Regions from separate parts of the Hordeum vulgare genome. Here region 1 is linked to region 2. The links are chromatin contacts, called in public Hi-C maps. All regions are on one chromosome and are shown on one strand. The core of a region is the stretch at or near the end of the contact, and the rest is flanking DNA. Distances in the headings are between cores, read along the strand shown.

Evidence for each region. A called contact is a pair of places that touch in the nucleus more often than the background predicts.
Region 1: a contact with region 2 is called in a Hi-C map of leaf, with 5 times the contacts expected there. The contact joins the promoter of LOC123395551 here to the enhancer-like site in region 2. A contact is called at or near these places in 3 of 6 Hi-C or Micro-C datasets (leaf and seedling).

What each region holds. Positions count from the first base shown.
Region 1 is chr5H:394,039,799-394,046,436 of MorexV3_pseudomolecules_assembly, forward strand. It overlaps LOC123395551 (transcription factor WRKY19-like), which reads left to right and starts at 4,360. Exons shown (of 3, transcript XM_045090563.1): 1 at 4,360-4,794; 2 at 4,913-5,044; 3 at 5,345-6,217. The coding sequence starts at 4,502. The coding sequence ends at 5,918.
Region 2 is chr5H:393,954,868-393,961,308 of MorexV3_pseudomolecules_assembly, forward strand. No RefSeq gene overlaps it. Among protein-coding and RNA genes, the nearest start is that of LOC123395551, 86 kb to the right of the region's middle. Within about 2 kb of position 1,789, at least 3 of the 3 cell types and tissues checked have open chromatin away from gene starts, as enhancers often do. A contact at or near this core is called in leaf and seedling, where this site is marked.

The sequences.
Region 1 (6,638 bases), core at 3,110-5,609, 88 kb after region 2:
CATGTTTGTTTGATCTGAAAGGTTATTGAGAGGAGGCCAACCATTGATGGTCACAAACAGCAAGGCATGTAGGTCAAATGCGTGTTGTTTGTGCTCATCCCACACACGTAAACATTTTCCATTCCACAGTTGTATAAGTTCTTCAACTAATGACCTTCGTACACATCAATGTCGTTGCCGGGTTGCTTAGGGACTTGGATGAGCACTGATATCATAATAAACTTCCGCTTCATGCACAACCAAGGAGGAAGGTTATAGATACATAGAGTCACGGGCCACGTGCTATGATTGCTGCTCTGCTCCCCGAAAGGATTAATGCCGTCTGTACTTAAACCAAACCATACATTCCTTGCATCACGTGCAAAGTCTCCCCACGTTCACTCGATTTTTCTCCACTGCGACCCATCAACGGGTGCTCTCAACTTCCCGTCTTTCTTACGGTCTTGCTTGTGCCATCGCATCAACTTGGCATGCTCTTTGTTTGTGAACAAACATTTCAACCATGGTATTATAGGAGCATACCACATCACCTTTGCAGGAACCCTATTCCTGGGGCGCTCACCCTCAACATCACCAGGGTCATCTCGTCTGATCTTATACCGTAATGCACCGCATACCGGGCATGCGTTCAAATCCTCGTACTCAACCCGGTAGAGGATGCTGTCATTAGGGCATGCATGTATCTTCTGCACCTCTAAACCTAGAGGGTAGAGAACCTTCTTTGCTGCGTACGTACTGTCACGCAATTCGTTATCCTTTGGAAGCTTCTTCTTCATTATTATCAGTAGCTTCCAAATCCCTTGTGAGATAAACCATTCTCTGCCTTCCATTGCAGCAATTCGGGTGTGGTATCGAGCTTTGTGTTGCCATCTTCACAATTTGGGAACAACCTTTTTTGTGTTGCTCTAACATGCGCTTGAACTTTAACTTCTCCCTTTCACTTTCGCATTCTCTCTGTGCATCGACAATGACCTGACGAAGATCATCATCGGGCACATCGTCTGGTGCCTCTTGATCTCCAGCTTCCCCCGTTGTAGTATCACCGTATTCAAGGAACATAGGATCCGGATAGTTGTCATCATCCTCTTCTTCTTCATTGTCTTCCATCATAACCCCCCTGTCTTCGTGCTTGGTCCAAACATAATAGTGGGGCATGCAACCCTTCTCAACCAGGTGGACGTGAAGGGTTTTTGGGGAAGTGTAATCCTTTGTATTCTCACAGTTAACACATGGACAATACATAAAACCATTCTCCTTGGTTGCCTCGGCCACACCGAAAAAATTACGCAGGCCCGTAATGTATTCCGAAGTGCGTCGGTCATCGTACATCCATTGACGGTTCATCTACATTATGAAATTAAGTATATCAAAAACCACTAAAGAACATCATGAATAGAGAAATGACCAAATTAATACAAGTTCTTCATCGCATTAAAACCAAAGTACAGTAGTGATCAAATGTTATTGCTGCAAAAATAAATACGTAAAGTTCATATGTAGTTCTCATAAAACAACATACAACTATGTAAAACATTTCAATGCAACAACAAATGTGATCAAAATCGCAACTAAGCTAACAATTGACCCAACATCATAATGATACCAAGCCTGTTTATCAATGTCATATTTTTTAATATTCCTAATCTTCAAGCGCATTGCATCCATCTTCAACCGCATTGCATCCATCTTGATCTTGTGATCATCGGCGACATTGGCAACATGTAACTCCAATTCCATATTCTTATCCTCAATTATTTTCAATTTTTTCTTCAAGTAATTGTTTTCTTTTTCAACTAAATTTAAGCTCTCGATAAGAGGGTCGGTTGGAATTTTCGGTTCACATACCTCCTAGATAAAAACATCCATGTCACGTTGGTCATCATAATTATCATAAACACTAAATCAAACAAATAGTTATAAAAGAAAATATACAACATCCTAATCATAGGCTAGACGAGGACCGATGTGGGCGGATACCAAAACCACCGCACTATATAATAACAAACGATAATAAAAGTAAGCAATTTATACAGGTATCTACCTAAATCATACACGTAAGAATATTTTTCTTTTAGAAAGAAGATAAGAACAAGAGTCTCGCAACGGTGGTGCCGGCGACGAGATCGGCGCGGGTGATCGACGACGGTGAGGACGGGGATGGGACGACACCCTACAATGTTCTGACTCTAAGAAGTTAATTTGAGCTCAAATTGTGCATATAAATCAAAAGAACTCCCACATACACTCCTACACTAAAACCCACAAACCACTCTACTTCTAGAGCATTTGAAATGAGCTAAACTAGCAGTGAGAGATGAAAGGATGAAGTAGCTAACCTTTTAGAACACTTGTGTAGTTGGTGCACGCCCAAACCTAGACAAATCATGAGGAAAATGGAGCTTGGAGAGGAGAAAGCTTAAGTGTGGCTCGGGAATTTCACCGAACACCTCATGTGCATGCATAGAACGGTGAACAGAGCAGGGCGAGAGTATATATAGGCATCTCTTTGGTGCCGGTTGGTGGCCAGAACTGGGACAGAAGACTGAACTTTAGTCCGAGTTCTAGCCACCAACAGGGACTAAAGGTGCTGCGCCAGGAGCGAGGACCATTGGTCCCGGTTCGTGTCTGGAACCAGGACCAAAGGGATCAGACAAACCGGGACCCTAGCCCGGCCGGCGCCCTCGTCCCATGAATCGAGACTAATGCATCCATTGGTTCCGGTTCGTAACAGAAACGAGATTAAATCTCTTATCTCGTGTGGACCAAAGTACTGTTTTCTACTAGTGTTACTACATGTATTGAAGAAAAAGGGCTTCCCCCAGTTTTGTATTACAAAGCAATCAACCAGAACATCCGACGATAGGTGTTGGGGCACAAACAACACATTCACGTCCAAAAGAAATGGAAAAGAAAATACAAAAGAAACAAATGCCCACACCAGCGGATTGACAAAAAACACAAAAGACTCTCGATCGCTGCACCCACCAAGAGTCTTCCACCAAGTTCGAGGACTCCGAAGCGCCGGTACCCATCAACACCTCCAAGAAGGAATGCGACGATGACGATGCTGTTGTCAAGGGTTTCCCCCGTATGCGACGAGGCGCGAGGAAGGGTAGCCCCGACGCCCTCCACAAAGGTTTGGCGACACCCAAGGGCGTCACCGCGTCAGTGTCGGCCGGGCCGGCAGGGGTTTCCCCCGATCCCATCATGCACCTCGGGCGCTCCGGAGCCTGCCACCAAACCAACCGACAACCTGCACGAACACAATCTGGAGGCCCCTGCGCCGTCTCACCACGGCACCGTAAGGAGAAGCGTGCACATCGATGAAGAGGACCCGGGACAAGGAGCAACAGCACCGTCGGCACGCGGGAGGGCTCAGCCTCCACCGTCAATGATGGTAGCCGACCGGACACAATAGTAGGAGAAAACGAGGCCCGTGGGCAACATGCATGCCGTCGACAACGCCACCCCCAGTCCAAGCTGCTCCGACTCACCACCATGTAGAAGACACCGCAGCCACACCGGGAGCCGGCCCGCTAGGACCCAGATGGGCCCCGCATGGCCCAGATCTGGGCCGGGGGTGCGCCGCCGACCACCCCGCACCACCATGCCGCCCTGTCGTCAAGGAGCAGCGCCGCCACCTCACCTATCGCCGGTCACCATCACCGGGTCGACGGACCGCAGCCGACTGAGCTGCACCGCCGACGCCCCTGCCCCGGGAAGGGGGAACGCGTGCGCAGGGAAAGAAAGGCCCGCCGTCGTCGGCACCATCCGGGCTAGCGTCGGGGGCGCCGGTGGCGGGGAGGAGACGATGGAGGAAAACGCCCGCGGGGGAGGAGCTCGCGTGCCGCCCCGGCGACCTCCCGGGGAGGCGGCGCGAGGACGGATCTTTGATAACGGGGAGGGACGGGGCGGGGGAGGGGTAGGAGGGGCTTGAGTGACGGCCGACGGCGGAGGGAGGGCCGGCGGCGGCAGAAGGGGGAGCGCGGAAACCCTAGGTCGCCCCCGTCCTTACTACATGTATTGGTGATTAAATATTCTAGTTTCACAACTTAAGCCAGATTTTACAATGATGGAGGTGCCCAAATTATTTTTTCCTAGCCACCAAAATGCTTCCATTTAAGGTCTTCTTTGATTCGCAAGATTCTCGAAACACAGGTATATGAAAAAAAATACAGGATTGAAGAGGAATGCGTACTTGAACCCTATGGGACCCACCGGCTGAAAGTTTGCAACCCGATCCGGCATGGGATTGGCCAATCAAATTTCAGTCTCTACTAAGCCCACCGGTCAAAAATACTGTTGTGTTTGTTCACCTTAACCCATACGCGGTTTGTTGGCCACTATATAAGACCGCCTCCATTCGCTTCACTCACCATCTCACCTCAACTCTCCGATCACATCTCGATTTTCCTCTTCTACACCAACACACACACTCGCTGCGCAATTCGTTTTTGGGACAAGGAGTTCTGCAGCGGCAAAATATTAGCAGCGCAGAGCGATGGAGAGCGTGGATGAAAATGGAGGAAGCCGCCTTGTGGTGACCGAGCTGGGCCACATCAAGGAGCTGGTGAGGCAGCTCGGCGTCAACCTGGGAGGCTGTCCCGAGCACTGCAAGCGTCTGGCCGCCCAGATCTTCGATGTAACCGAGAGGTCCATCGGCATGATCATGTCCGGGCACTTCGACTGCCCGAAGCGCTCCGCCGCCGGCCTCGACTCGCCGCCCTTCTCCGCGACTCCCAGCCCCCTGAGCGACGTTTCGGGGATGCCTTTCCATACCAACAACAAGAAGAGGTGCATACTTCATCAAACTATTCGAGTTTGTCACGATTAATTGACGCATCAGTCGTATTTTGGATCTTTTTTGGTATAGATTTTTTTACAAATGCTTGCTTTGTCCTTGGCCTTGCAGGAAGATAATGGAGAAACGGAAGCATCAGGTTAGGGTGAGCTCGGAGGTAGGAGGAGCAGAGACCCCAGTCGATGACGGCCACAGCTGGAGGAAGTACGGCCAGAAGGACATTCTTGGAGCCAAGCACCCAAGGTTGGTACTCCTACTTGACTACGTCTGAGCAAATAATTTTTCTTTCAGAGCCTAATCCGCACATGTTTACACGAGTAGCAAGTGGCACCAGAACCATTTGCTTTCGCTTTCTGTGAGATCATCGAGATTTCTGCTTTTGGATTCGGGCACTGGTTGTTCTCCGAGGTGTTCTTTTCAGTTGGTGAATGTTGCAGCGTTTCCACTGTTGCCAATTGATTGGCATCCACTAGTCAGATAGTACGCCTGCTGCATCCGATTCAACTGTTTGCCGTCCCTGACCTGAACTATGCAACATTGCAGGGGGTACTACCGTTGCACGCACCGCAAATCCCAGGGATGCGCGGCGACGAAGCAGGTGCAGCGCGCCGACGAGGACCCGACTCTCTTCGACGTGATCTACCACGGCGAGCACACGTGCATTCATAAGACGGTGGCGGCGTTAGCGGCGGGACACGCGGAGGAGAACCCGGGCGCGAGTAGGCTCCTGCAGAACCTGAGCACGAGCCTGACGGTGAACACCGAGGGGCTTACGGCGACGGCGGGTCACCAGGGCTGCAGCACCACCACGTCCTTCTGCTTCTCCTCGCAGGCGGCGCGCGTGCTGGCGCCGCAAGAGCACTACCCGTTCTCCATGCCGTCAACGCCGGAGAACTGCTTTGGGCAAGGCGCGTCGCTGTCAACGTCCCTCGAACCCTCGCCGGTGACCTCGGACTCGAACCGCTTCTCCATGACCCCGTTCCAGGCGGAGTGGAGGGCGCGGTCTGAGTTGGACGAGGTGGTGTCCGCGCTCGTGGCCGCGGGGGCGCCCGCCATGGAGGAGACCCCCTTCTCGCTGGACGGGTTTGAGTTTGACGTTTCTGGCTTCTTTGCATGAGATGATGGTAAAAAGGATAACCAAAAGAAAAGCAGGAAAAAAAAAGACCTTTGATATTAGAGATATCACCCGCGAAGCTCTGGTTTTTGGTGAGCGCCAGAGGAAGAATAACAAGAAACAAGTTCATCTTGGGTCAGTGCATGTGTGTTTGTGTAAGCTTTAGGAGATGAGATTAGTTCCTTTTCTTCATATTCTTTTCATTTTCTTTATTCGAGAGTTTTTTTCTTGTAAATTCAGCTAGTAGTTCGCAAGTGTATTGGCAAAAACAAATTGTAAGCAATGAATAGTTCTTCACCTGACTTTTTTGCGATCATATCCAAATTTCGGCAGAGGAAACACTTTCAACTGAAAACAAATGATAAATATTTGACAAAAAAGTTTCTCCCGCTATGTATTAGAAAACAACCAGCCAGAACATCCAATGATAGGTGCTCAGGTCAAAACAGCCCAGTCACGCCTAAAAGAAATAAAAAAGAAAAAACAAAAGAAACAAATGCCGACATCGACGGATAAAAAAAACCGTAAAAGGCTCGCGATCGCTGCCTTCACCAAGAATCTCCCACAAAGATCTAGGACTCCAAAGCGCCGGTATCCATGAACACCACCAAGAAGGAATGCGACGATGATGATGCTCCTGCCAAGGGTTTCTCCCGGTACGCGCCGAGGCGCGAGGAAAGGTAGCCCCGACGCCCTCCAGGAAGGTTCTGTGAAACCCAAAGG
Region 2 (6,441 bases), core at 539-3,038:
TCCGAATCTATCTGAATTTCAGAGAAAAGACAGGCAGCTAGCAAGGTTCAGCACTACTCTCGCACCTTTTGACTTGCTCACAAATACAGTACTACATACGTTTCGCTTCAGTTGCTACTTCCACCACTCATATATACTCCTTTACCTACTCAAATCCTCAAAAATTCAACAAGAACGTGGAGGTCGGAGCGGCAAAACGCCAAAATCTGAGTGAAAAGTAGTCCCCAAATATATTTTCCTTTCATCAGCACCCTTGGGATACAGCCGCTTTCTTCTTGCACAAAGAGTCGCTCGTTAAATTTTATATTCTACAGTACTTAATAACACCCCAGCCCCGTTTACTCAGCAAGGATAAATTCATTATTACATGTAAGTCTACCACCCCTAAACAACAAAAATCTGGTGGACAAACTTGTTGCCAGTTAACTACTTCTACATGATGCGTACTTGTTGGCACCACATCCTCCACCTGCCACAACAGCCTTTTTCCCAAAGAACATCTAGTAATGGCCAAAGCAGATTTCGACTATATTTTCTTAATGTAACTGGTACAGGAAAACAACATGACTGCTAACTATTGGTCAAAAGAGTATCATTCAGTGAATCGTTCTAGTCGTTTGACCAATATCATCCCAGTTGAGCTACTAGTGGGACTTATATTTTATAAACTTACAACACATAGCTTCCAGGTCCGACCGCAACATTAATTTGAGGTTATATGCAACCGGTATTTGACGGCCATGATGTATGTAGTATTAGGATCCAAGTGCATAAGTGGTCAAAATGGAACTCTATTCTGTCATGTTAGGATATACATCTCCTCAATATATGTAGATTACGGTTCATGTTGTTACTTGCAGGATCCCTGCGATCATCGGATGATTTCCGTTACTCTAACTGCCATAAGGCAGCTTGTTGTCATCCCAATCTATCTGAACTTCAGAGCGACATGCAGCTAGCTGTCATCCCAATCTATCTGAACTTCAGGGAGAAGACACGCAGCTGGCTGTCATCCCAATCTATCTGAATTTCAGGGAGAAGACACGCAGGTCGCTGTCTCCCCACTCCATCTGAATTTCAGAGAGAAGGCACGCAGCTGGCTGTCCTCCGAATCTATCTGAATTTCTGAGAAAAGACATGATGCGCCTAGCTTAGCTAGGTTCAGCACCACTGTTCAACCTTTTGACCTGCACAACTATTCAGTACTACACGCATGCCGCTTCAGCCGCTGCTCCACCACTCGTGTATTTACCCAATCAAACGCTCGAAAACAACCAACTCGCTAATTTAGGAGATGAAAGTTCAGCGAGAACGTGGAGGCCGGGAAGGCAAAAAGCTCGGTGAAAAGGAAGGCAGACAGGCAGGCAGTACGTACGCGCCTTGCGTGGTTTGCTGTGGCCGTAACTCGCAGGCAGAGCCGTCGTCCAGGCCATGACCGAGCCCCTCACCCTCTTATCCTACTGGGAAATTTACCGGTCATTCATTCATGCACCAGAGCTTGTTGCGACGCCAGGATGGACGGAAAACTCCAAGGAAAAGAGCGGGTGACACACGGCGTGTATGTGCTCCACATGGGTTCATGTCCCCCATCTACGCGGCAACAGGGGCCGGTCAGGAACAAGACCGCGTCGTGCCATACATCGACTGGGAGGATAATTACTCCATCCAGCGAGTAAAGGCGACGCCTTTTCCTTTCTTTTCTTATGGAAAGGCGACCCTTTTCTTGTTGCTGGCTGCGCCTGTGCGTGCGCGTATACTCTACCGGGGCAGACACAGATGTTGCGTCCACTGCTTGGCCGCACGCGGTGCCCGCCGCGTACGTCCGTGCACGGCGGCCGTCACTGCCACTCCCAGTCCCGCCGGGAGAAGGAAATATAGCACGCGGCCAGCCACGCGGTACCCTTCCATCCTTGTCGCCTTGCCACTTGATTATTGATCGGCTCCCAACCGATTGTTTAGTAGGAAACCTGGGGCCGGTTTTTCCTGGGATGGGATCTATAAAAAAAATGGCTTGTTTTCTTCGAAACGAATTTTTTTTTTGCTCGTTTGTTCTGTGCCATGGTTGCAGTTGACGAGGGAAGGGACGAATGGTTTATGACCAAGTTGCTGCCACCACTTGCCACTTGGCTCCCAAGTTGCAGGTAACGTGTGTTTATTGCCACGTGGGAAATAGGCTACGTAGGGAGCTGCGAGCATCTATGGTGATGCTCATCACTCTCTCCTGCAACCGCGTACATGCATGCATGTATGTGGTGGGTGGGGGTGGGGCGCCCCACAAGTGGACCGGACGGAAGGAATCCCGCGGGAACTGATGTTGTGTCACGCTCACATGGCGTATCTTCTCATTTCGAGGGCAAACCTAATTAATCGCTTCTGTAGACAAACTGTGCTACTGCTACTTGGAGTGGACGGAAGGAATCCTAACAGAAGTGGTTTTCCGCTTCTAAGACTAAGCTAAATGCAGTGCTAGTCATGTTTAGCAAAGACACGGTTGATTATGACATCGTTGGTGAGTTTGTATGGTTGCATCGCATTTTGCGGCGCAAGTGTTACGGCATAAACCATCGAATTCCAACATGTCGTGCTATTTGGAGCGAAAGGCTCACGGCCGCTCCATCCCTTCCTAATTCCAAATGAAGTCAACATGTGGTGCAATTTGGAGTAGTATAGTGCTAGTATTACACATTTTGACTCCAATCACGTAATGGCTTTGCCAACATTTTTGCAAAACCGCTGCACCTTTGCGGCGGATACCAGTGCACCTTCCACAATATGCGAACCGTCTATCTTATCGATCCTACGTATATCTTTTGATTTGAAAAATGGCCCTGTCTCAAGTACGTAACCCAATTGTGTAGTTTTGGCAGTTGCTCCACCCACTCATATAAAAGGCTCTCGGTGTCATTTCCGTACCTAGTAGGAGCAGCACAGTACGTAGAGTAGAGTAGAAAACGTGCATGCATGCATGCATCCACACATAATAATGAAATAGCTGTTGCCTTTGATTATCTTTCCCTGCACGCAGTCTGTGGTGGGCCTGCCTGTTTCTCCACGGGTGCTTCCCCTGCCATGTCTGTTGCAGACCGGCAAGTAGCTCCATTTCTTGCTATATAAATTTACTACACAGCAGAGGTTGGACATTTCAAAGAAGGTACGTACGTAGGAACTACGAAGTTCTCAACCGCCAGATGTTTTCACACCGTCACCATGCGCCGTTAAACCCAATACCATTTCCGTTTAGTTAGCTTATAAGCTGCTCTGCCGCTGGACTTATCAGAGAACCGCTTCAGAAAAGAAGTAGGCTCATCAGTCATCAGAGCCGCGCATGTAGTTGCAGAGACTCTGAAAAATGTTACTCCTACTACTGTTGCCAGAAAGGTACTACTATGGGCAGCGCGGACGTTGGTACAGTGCTGCACATCGTTAGGTAGGGAGGAGATAGATACCCCATGGATCGGTCACCACGTGGTTTCTCTCTCCGACGTCAGTGCTTCTCCCGGCGCTGACGTAAACGCGCAAGGATGCATGAACCTGGTCAGCTTCCACGTTGCTTCGCCCCGCCAATGGGGCGCGCGCTAGCTCTGACTTGAAGCCCCACTACACTCATTTTAATCCGTCTAGAAACAGATGCTTTAGCGAAAAAAAGAAAGAAAAGATGGTGTGGGGTGGTGGGGCTTTATCGCGACGCAAGGCGTACCCTTTTCCAATTTCTACGCCGGCAAAGCGCGCACGAGTGGTTAAATAGCATGATGCAAATATTCCATGTCATTGACATGTACTCCTCCGTAGAAGTTTCTTAAACAAAAGCTTTATCTTATCGATTAATTAAATAAAAAAGATTTGCCTAGTTAATCAACGGAAAACGAGCGAGTACCGACTCTACAGTACAACTGGACTTTCGCTGGTTCTACTGTAGTAACAATAATTCTCAAAAAATTAAAATGTTACTGAAGTAACAATGGTTGCCGAAGACGGAAAATGTACATACCAAAGTAGTATTCTTCTTGCTGAAGACGGAAATTAAGTGCGGCATTAGTAATTATTCTGATGAGACTTGAAAAGTCGATGGGACAAGAATAACGGCGGGAGAAATGCTTGAGTGCACATGCTCCAGCTTTGGGATGCAAATATTTCTTTTCTCAGGAACCCTTTGCAGATTAGAGTTTCTATACATGGATAGATAAATATATCTCCGTTGGTTGGATCGAAGGCCAGCTGCTACTACTGTGGTTCCTGTTCCAGCATGCAAAGGGGCAACATTGAATTGGTCAGCATCATGACTCCTGAACGATAATTTTAAAAATAAAATTGGTCAGCATCATGGCCAACTGAGCTTATAAATTCCACATCGATATCTCCTTTCTGGTCTAAGATTCCTGCAGCGTTGGCAGGGAGTGCCTGCGGCTTACTAGGTCCTTGCCAATTTTTGGGTAGTGACCCGTTAGTTTTTTTAAAGTTAGTAGAAGAACTATTAGAGCAACTTCAACGGATCGATTCAAATAAACGGCAATTTTATCCGTTTTTCATTCGTTTGGGTCGGTCTGGAGGACACCGACATCCGTTTCGGCGTTTGGGTCGACGCATGCGCCCACCGCTGGTCCGATCTATTTTTACTGACGCGTGAAAAAATAATAATCAAATATTAAAGCCGACCACGAAGGCTGACGAGAGTCCACACATCTCCATTACATTATAAATGAAAAGAAAAAAACTAGACGTCCTCGCCGGCAGCGGCGAGGTCGTGCTGCGCCGGACCGGAGGCGGGCTGTGCGGGCGCGGGCAGTGTTGGTGTCGACGGTGGCGCAGCACGGGCGTGCTCGTTCGCCAGGCGCAGCGCCATCTTAGCATGGGGGTAGGCGGCCTCCTCCGGGAGCAGCGCGCGGGGATAGATAACGATGGTGTTCTTGGCGAAGCCGGGCGCAACACGGCGCGCTCGTGCGCCTAGCACATCGCCCTCTTAACCTACAGGTAGGCGACCTCTTCCTGGAGCATCGCGCGGGCATAGACGACGAGGTTGTCGCCGTTGTCCATGGTTGCTGGCTAGGGCCGCTGATGAGGAAACAGAGGGGCGGCGAGATGGGGACGGGGGATCTGGAAACAGATGTCCGGACCCCACTGCACGCTCGGATTAAAAAAGACCGACAGGGGTCGCTGACGTATGGGCCCGAGGAGGGCGGCCATCATTAATAATGTTGATCGTGGATGGTTGGGACGGACATCGAGGGGGCGAGCGCGCGTCCGCGCCGATGCATTTGAGTCCTAAATTTGGGCGCGGACGCGTTATGGCAATGGGTCGACGCATTGGGCCAACCGTTTTGTCCGCGCGGCCCCAAACGGGCGGCAGCGGATGAAATGGGTCGCCCCATTGGAGTTGCTCTTACGATTTCATTTAGAAGAAATACATTGATGATGAAAGTTGCTCGGTTTATTACAAAAAAAACCGAACGAAAAATTGGACAATAGGCAACCACACCTATCTATGCTAGGTCACTAGCACCACAAGATAGCAATGCCAAAAAGACTAACACTACTAGGGAAAAGTCGAGCAGTAGCGCGGGGTTTTCCCATAGCAGTAGCGCGGGCGCGGGTGCCCGCACTACTGCTACGACGCTACAACTAAGTTTTATAACCGCACTACTACTAACGTGCAATAACAGTAACGAGCTTTTAGAACCCGCACTATTATTATTAGTTTCAAAAACCAAAAAAAATCCCGAACCAGTGCGTGCTGTCAATGGTGTCAGAGATTCGATCCACCAATGACAGAGGTTGCCGGAGGTGCGGACAGGCAACGATAGACCAAATACGATGACGACTGTTGGAGAGGGACCAGATCTAGGGCAAAGCAAGACGAATGTGTGAGGATCCTCTTCGCGGCCAAGGTAGAGAGCTCCTGGTTGGCCATGTTGACAACCTGCGCAGGCATGGGCATATGAGGTGAGTGAAACCGAAGGAAGAGGGAGATGGAAGGAGCATCGGGGCAGGTTGCCGATGGTGAGGTGCTCCGTCATGGTGGCATGAAGGCGAGGTGGAAGACGGGCGAGCTTGTGGACGCCAGCGACGCGATGAGCCAGCCTCGTTCGGCGCCATGGAGGAGGAGGTGGGAGAGCCTTTGGAGTTAGGGGGGAGTAAGGGAGAGAGCAGGAATTCAGCCGAGGATATGGAAACTTCATCTACTTTGTACTTAATATTAGCGAGGGGTATAAATTCACACTACTACTATCAACTTAGTAGTAACGCGTGTTTATACCCCTCGCTACTACTATGACAGGTCTGAGGGGAGCACGATAGAGACCACTTAATAGTAGCAAGGGGTATAAACCCACGCTAATACTACCAACTTAATAATAGCGAGGGTATAAACATGAGCTAATAGTAAGTAGCAGCACCGAAGGGTTTAAATTCGCGCTACTAGTAATTGTCTATCTATAATTTTTTTAA